Linked DNA regions of Anser cygnoides: region 2 is linked to region 1. Evidence: chromatin contacts called from public Hi-C data. All regions are on one chromosome and are shown on one strand. Each heading gives the region's core, a stretch centred on a gene start, on an enhancer-like site or on the middle of the called end of the contact. The rest is flanking DNA. Distances are from core to core; before and after follow the strand shown.

Region 1 (3,588 bases), core at 661-3,160:
GAGCTGGCAGGCGCAGCCCCACCGCCAGGCTCCGACCTTCCAAGAGCCAACCCGGGCTTCTGACTTGCTGGGCTGGGGTTTTCCTGGGGGGAGCTTTCTTTTTCTTTTTTTTTTTTTTCCTTTGACCAGACAAAAGAAGTGGAAGTTGAGAAGACCTTCCAAGCGAGACTTGCACAATAACTTCTACATCCCATTTAAAGACTTCTATCAGAAAAAAAAGAAAGATTAACATTTCCTGATTAACAGTATTTCCCTAAAAATCCTCTATCCAGCTCTAATCTTGATACAGTTTATGTGATTAAAGCAAAAATGCTGCCTTTGATATCAGCATTTAGATCCTCAGTCTCCAAGTCATTCCAGCGCAAGTAAAATGTTTTCCTTTGCTATCCATTTCTTGATAATGCTAGCTTGAGAAGTGGGCATGAGACTTGCTTTGTAGGAGAGTGGAGGGAATAATTTGTTTAGACCTCGAAATGAATCATTACAAAGGCATTCAGCCTGTTAGTTTGTTGGTTAACCAACTGCCCATATGATTCAGTGCCACTATTAAAAGTAAACAGACAATTGCATTAACAGTTAAAAAGTCAGCAGATGAAACTCAGATGAAACTCAAAGGAAACATTCCAGTGCCTGTGAAATTACTACCTAATATTTAAAGTGTCATGAGCCAGCATTCCTCTCCAATGTAGCAGTTTTCTTCTGCACTCCCACAACCCTGAGCTGCTTTATCTCTGTTCTTGCACCACAGCCTCCCAGCACTAAAGCAAGAAGTCAAATGATTGCATGTGGAAGTGATCAAGATTAAAACTGACCCAGCAGAGGAAAAATAAATGGTTTTAATCCAGAGCAGTTTCCACTTTAGTTCACTGCCTGACCAAACGAACGCTTCTGTCAGCTAATAGCCAGGGCCATCTCCACTTCTTTAAGAAATGGTGCATTAAAGAGACTGTAAAACAAAGAGCAGAGAATTTCACGTACTATTAGTTTGAAAGCATTTCACAGACCTCATAAAACCACAGATTATGCCACACTTTTACACAGATCGTACAGCACTTTTGTCAAGAAAAGCCCCAAAGCAGACACAGGCCAGAAACGAAAGGCATTACCAACTGCCAAGTGCTCAGCAAGGCTTCTGTACCTCTCCTTAAAACTATAATGCTACAGATATCAGACAGCAAACACCGTAAATATAATAAATCTTTTCTTGTACTTAACACAGGTAACTGGAAGGAAGCTGTTGAGAGTGCCTAGAGCTTAATCTTAACCCAAAAATGCAACCTGCATTGTTTTCTGATTAGATCACCTCCTACCCAACTCAGTGGCCCGATGACCCTTGCTCTCAGACTTTTAAAGTCGGCTCCTCTAAATGTCGGTGCCTAGCAGGGGGTAGCGCACCCACAGCAGAGCAGACTTTATATTATATCGCATATGTCACTACACGCTGCTGCTGGAGAGCAGCACCCAGGCTCTCCCTCTGAAGGCCTCCAGCGCTCGTTACACGGGGCAGCACCTCGCTGCCATTCGGCTCCCTCACAGCCCCTGGGGAACCCCCCAGGACCCTACGGGGCGGGTTTTCAGCCCAACTCTCCTCCTTCAGACCCGAGAAGAGCCCAACGCGCAGCGCCCGGCCCCGAAACCCCTATTTTTTCCCCGATTTTCCCCGGCCGTGGCACCGAGAGCCCCGCGGGGGGCGGCAGCGCGGGGCCGGCCGTGAGGAGAACCGGGCTGTGAGGGGGGCACCGGGCCGTGAGGAGAGCACCGGGCGGGCCTCCGGCCCCACCGCCGCACTCACCCCTTGTAGTAGGCTTTCACGCGGACCTGGTGGCCGCCGTCCCCGCCGAAGCCGCCCCCTCCGCCGCCCGGAGCCGACATGGTGCCGCTGCCGTCCCGCTGCGTCGGCATCCCCGGGGCGGGGCGGCGGCGGGGCGGCCGGGGCCGGGATCGGGCTGGGGCCGGGCCGGGGCCGCGCTACGAGGAGGCGGCGGCCGCGCGCCCCCCGCCGTCCCTCAGCCCGCCCAGGCCGGGCGGGACCACTGCGGGGAGGAAAGGGGGGGGGGTTCCGCAGAGCCCAAGAGGCGCCCGCACCCCCGTGACGGAGCGGGGCGGGCGGGGCAGAAGCGATCCCCTCCCGGTGGCCCCGCCGCTTGGTACGGCCCGCCGGGAGCGCGCAGCGGCTGCCGGGCAGGGGGCGGCCCCGCGGCTGCGCGGGAGCGAGCACGGGCGGGGGGAGCGCTGGGCGCTCGGTGCAGGTGGAGCTTCGAGAGGCATACAGCAAGTGTGGTGTTTTGTGGTTTTTTTTGAAAGAAAACACAAAGGATGCTTTTTAATTAAAGGGGATGGAACGCTTAATATTTAAGAAAAGGTATTTTATTAGAGCTGTTATCATAAATTGGTTCCTTTAGGCTTTCCCTATTTAACACCACGTTGGTAGCGTCTTTGATAACGCATATTTGTTTTGCCCAGCACTTCCTTGAAAGATGGATGTTTCTGGGAATCCTGAGGAATAGGTAACCTAACCTTTTTTTGTTTGTTTTTTTTGTTTTGTTTTTTTTTGTTCTGATACAGCACAAACACTTCCTTTTTCCCCACTACCTCCTTGGTGTAATCGGCACCGTACCCGGACGTTTGTTAAAGCAGCGTGGAATTCTGCCACTCTGTGGTCCGCAACAAGCTGCTATACGAGACCTGCACATTCCAGTCGTGCACTTTGCTCTTCTTTTTGCTTTTTGATGATAAAGTAACTTAAGTCCCCATTTGCTGTTTTCCCTGCAAGAGGTTACAAAGTACAGAACTTTTTTTGTCACGATACCTGACCTTCCTGCAGCAGGCATTTTTCTTCCTCAGAAGAAACTTGCTCCACCCAGTTTCCAAACAGTCTTGCATCAATTTCATGCAGCAGGAAATACCTTGCTGTATCTTAACAATACCTTGCTCTACAACTTCCAACATTTTTCTTAGTTTCCTACAAGATCTCTAAGAGTATTCCATCACAGAGAGGAAAACATTTTGTGACAGAGAGATGGAGAGGTACTGAGCTTGTCAGGATATCCCATGCAAGATTTGAGTTAGCTTTATGTGGTACAGCGGCTACTTGCCTGCATGGAGGCTGGGCTTTGCTCTTCTACTCCAAGTAGTACAAAGCAGCTGCTACCACGTACGCTTGAGAAATAATGGTGTAATTCAACTCTGATCGATTACAGTCAGTTCAGGGGAAGAAGCAGTCATCCCCATAGCAAGGAGAGGCTCAGAACCAACATGTAGGAAGAACTGGAAGCTAGGCTAACAGATCTTAAAGACTCTTCAGTTTCATATTCCTGAGACTTCAGGCGTTCACTGCCACCTCCCATTTGGGGCTGCTGAGGTCTTTGACCAACTAACGTAGAAAACCACTCAGGGCAGGCCCTTTCCTGACCTTAACCTCCACACAGCCCTCTCAAAACACCACATCCCCTACAGCTAATACCCCAGAGTTGTAACATTCCATTTGCTGAAGAAGAATTCGAGCAGGAACCCACAGCCCTCCGAACCCTGAGGGAAGCCAGGCCCCTCACGCCGCCGTGGCCCCGCCGCACGAAGCCACAAGATGGC
Region 2 (3,588 bases), core at 634-3,133, 150 kb after region 1:
AATCATCAGACAACAGGCAGCTAGCCAAAATCATTCTCTGTCCATGCGTACAACAGGCTCGGTAGCTTGTACGACACTAGCACTGAGCTCTAGGTAAATCCTCCGGGGTTCACACGTGCCCCCGCTGTCACAGAAGACAACGGGGGCTGCAGCAGGGATACATCACAGGCTGACAGGTACCCGCCAGCAGAGCTCCAGGCGTCTGCACAAACAGCTCTCCCTGGGTAAGAACAGCACGTTCACTCACAGCCCACTTCTTTCAGAGATCCCAGCCGCTCAGAACGAACCCAGAAAGTTGCAAAGCCTAACGCACTAACTATAAGGCACTGCTGCGGGAGTTGCTCTATTAGTGTTAAAACTTGTAGCTAAGTTACAGACAGAAACAACACCGAAACAACACCCTGCATCCAGGCTTCTAAAATTCTCAAGTCTGAATTTGCAGAGATCAGCAGCAACAAAGTTTTTTCGGACCCATTTGACACCAGACATTGCAACAGGAGTTACACTTCTGGGCTACCTGCTTCTGAGCAGTCACAGCTGAGTGAGCCACACCTCCTTCTTTTCCCTGAGAGAGCAGCACTACAAAAAACCCTCACTGCACACAAAGTAACACAACATGCACAAAAACACCCCCATAAGGGGGAAAATGCTTATAGTTTCTGTGTGTTGACTGGAAAAAGGGCTCCTACAATCCCACTTCAGGAAGAATCGAGTTATCCCTCCCTCTCCCAGTAACCACACAAGATTTTTAATCCTTCCTGATCCTGACAGAAAGACTCAAGAGCCCGAAACTATCAGCAAAACATCTGACAACGTATTTGTGCTTTGGAACTCACATGCCGAGTGCTATCCTGGAGCATGCAAACAGATGATCTTCAGCGGTTTGCATGCATCACATCCACTACTACGTTCCTCCCAAATGCGTTACAAAGTACAAAAAATCCAGTACTGCCTCAATACAGTTTGTTTCCCTATTTTCTTTCCCACTTGAATAGCACGTGTTACCTGTCAAGGTTTAAGTTTCCCGTGTAAATAAACTCCAGGAGTTTTTGGAATCCATCAGCCTTCACTTGAGTCTGATCCAAAACGACGTTGTTGTCAGAGGCGTCCCTGTAGAAGGCCCCGAAGTACTCGCTGAAGGAAGCCAGCACATTTCTGTGCGCCTTGAACTGGAACTCGCCGATGACGACGGTGCAGTCACAAAGGAAGCCGGCTTCTCGCTGCTTGTTCAGCCTCTCCAGCAGGTGCTCGCAGTGATGGGAGTACTGCATCCTGGCAGCGGCCTGCGGCCTCCGTTCCCTCCTGGGAAAGCGAAGGAACCCAGTCACACGCCGGATTTTATTTCTTTTTTTCCCCTCCCTCAAAACAAAGTTAATAATGACAAATACCCCAGCGCTGAACCCGCCCCCCCCCCCTCCCCGTGGCCGGCTGGGCACCGGGACCTCCCTCACGGGGCTCAGCGGCCCGGTTCCCTCCTCAGGGCTGCGGGGAGGGAGCGGGGGAGCTCCCGGCCGCCGGGGCTGGACCCGGGGCTCACCGAGGGACAACGGGGGGCGGCGGCAGAGCCGCCTCGGGGCACGGGGAGCGGCCGGGCCGCAGCCTCCCGGGGCCGGGACCCTCCGCGGTCCTTCCCCGGTCCCCACCGGGCCCCTCAGGGCCGGGCCGGGCCCGCCCCAGCCGCCCTCGGACGCCCCCCCCTCGGTCCCGGCCCTGAGGCGGGCGGCGGCGCCTCGCGCACCTGCGGCGGGACGAGCGGGAGGAAGCGGCGGCTCCTCCGCCTCAGGCCGCCATGTTGTGCCGCCGCCGCTTCCCGCACGCCACTTCCGGTGCTCCCGGGACCGCCGGGGCTCGGGGAGGGGCGGGGAGGACCCGCGGGGGGAGCGGGGACTCGGCGGGCACCGCCCGGAGGGGAACGGGGCGGGGCGGGCCGCGGAACGACCGCCGGGACGGCCGGGGAGGCGCGGACTACAACTCCCGTGATGCAGCGCGGCGTGGCAGCGCTGGGGTCTACGGTGTTAGGGAGCTGTGCATGCTGGGGGATGTAGTCCCGCTGGAACTGAAGGCTCTAACGTCCCGCCGCGTTGGTGCTTCCAGTTCAAAGTAATTCGGGGCACCGGTTCCGCAGCGCCGGCGGACCTCCGTTACTTTCCAGCGTCACATCAAAGAAAGAAAAGAAAAAAAAAAAAAAGAAAATGCGAGCCACCCGCCGGTGTTTCCGCCCGGTTTCGAACCGGGGACCTTTCGCGTGTTAGGCGAACGTGATAACCACTACACTACGGAAACTCCGCTTGTACGGAGGCTCTCCAGCGATCCCCTCATGGCACCTACCTCACTGCAGGCTGGGGACCTACCCCCACAGAATCCCAAAATCATCTAGGTTGGAAAGAGCTCCAAGATCACTTGTTCCAACCACCCCCCTACCAGCAATGTCACCCACTGAACCATGTCCCCAAGCACAACGTCCAACCTTGTCTTGAACGTCCCCAGGGATGGTGACGCCACCACCTCCCTGGGCAACCCATCCCAACGCCTGGCTGCTCTTCCTGAGAGGAAATATCTCCTCATTTCCAACCTGAACCTCCCCTGGCTCAACGTGAGGCCGTTCCCTCAAGGCCCAGCACTTTCCTTCCTTCCTCTGCACCCCCAGAGCTCCCCGCTCACCCCCGAGCCCCTCAGCCGAGGGCAGGCCCCACAGCACAGCTCCTCCGTGCTGCTGCCCGCTGCCCCTTCTGCCACAGGTGGCCGTGGCATGGCTGGGGGGCTGCGGAAATAAATAAGCTGTTTGTATTCCTAACGGCAGTGCCGCGGGTTTGTGGTGCCTTTCTTTATAACGCTTTTCATGTGAGAAAAGGCCCCGTGTAGTCTGGTATGGTTTCAGGCAAAAGCAGGTAACCGCTTGGAGCACGCAGGCTGACAGAGCATCCTTTCCTTCTCTCCTTCAGGCAGCGAATCGGGGAGACAGACTGCCACCACCTCACTGCAGAAGAGCTGGATCTGCCACCTATTGGGCTTTTATTTGAACCACGTCGACAGTCTTCGTTGCTGACTGAGAAAGAGCGCTACCACCAAAAATCACAGCACTCACGTGACAGAGAAACTTGGAGATCTCGATTTTCAAAATAATCCAATTCATTTTCAATATATTTAAACCTGCATACGTAAGTAAATAGAACGCCACACCTTGGGTTAATATTTCACACTAAAGTGTCATTTGAAACCGCTTTTCCTTACAGTGCCAAATCTACCTCCTGGGGTGGTTTTAGGCGCAGATTCCAGCCCCTGAGCCCAGCCCCAGCCCCGATCCCCAAATTCTAAACCCCAAACCCGAGCCCCCAGGTGTCCGCCCCTAGACCCCAGCTCCCACCCCCTGTTTCCCAGCCCCTGACTCCACCTCCTGAACCCTTGGACCCCAGCCAGCAGGTGCCGGCCCCGAGCCCCGAGCCCCAAACCCCAGCCCCCAGCCCCCAGGTCTCTGCCCCTACACCCCATCTCCCGACCCCCAGCCCCAGCACTAGACCCCAAACCCCCCAACCACCAGGTCTCTGCCCCCGAGACCCCAGCTCCCGGTTCCTAACCCCCGACCCCAGG

The links. A called contact is a pair of places that touch in the nucleus more often than the background predicts.
Region 2: a Hi-C map of liver shows a contact between it and region 1, with 4 times the contacts expected there. The contact joins the promoter of MYNN here to the promoter of PRKCI in region 1. A contact is called at or near these places in 2 of 7 Hi-C or Micro-C datasets (both in liver).

What each region holds. Positions count from the first base shown.
Region 1 is chr9:22,160,928-22,164,515 of Taihu_goose_T2T_genome, forward strand. PRKCI (protein kinase C iota) reads right to left here and starts at 1,911. Exons shown (of 18, transcript XM_048059299.2): 1 at 1,793-1,911. The coding sequence starts at 1,902. It overlaps PHC3 (polyhomeotic homolog 3), which reads left to right and starts at 3,060. Exons shown (of 14, transcript XM_067002405.1): 1 at 3,060-3,588.
Region 2 is chr9:22,309,248-22,312,835 of Taihu_goose_T2T_genome, forward strand. MYNN (myoneurin) reads right to left here and starts at 1,884. Exons shown (of 8, transcript XM_048059432.2): 1 at 1,739-1,884; 2 at 1,006-1,302. The coding sequence starts at 1,271. It overlaps TRNAV-AAC (transfer RNA valine (anticodon AAC)), which reads right to left and starts at 2,283; the gene lies at 2,211-2,283.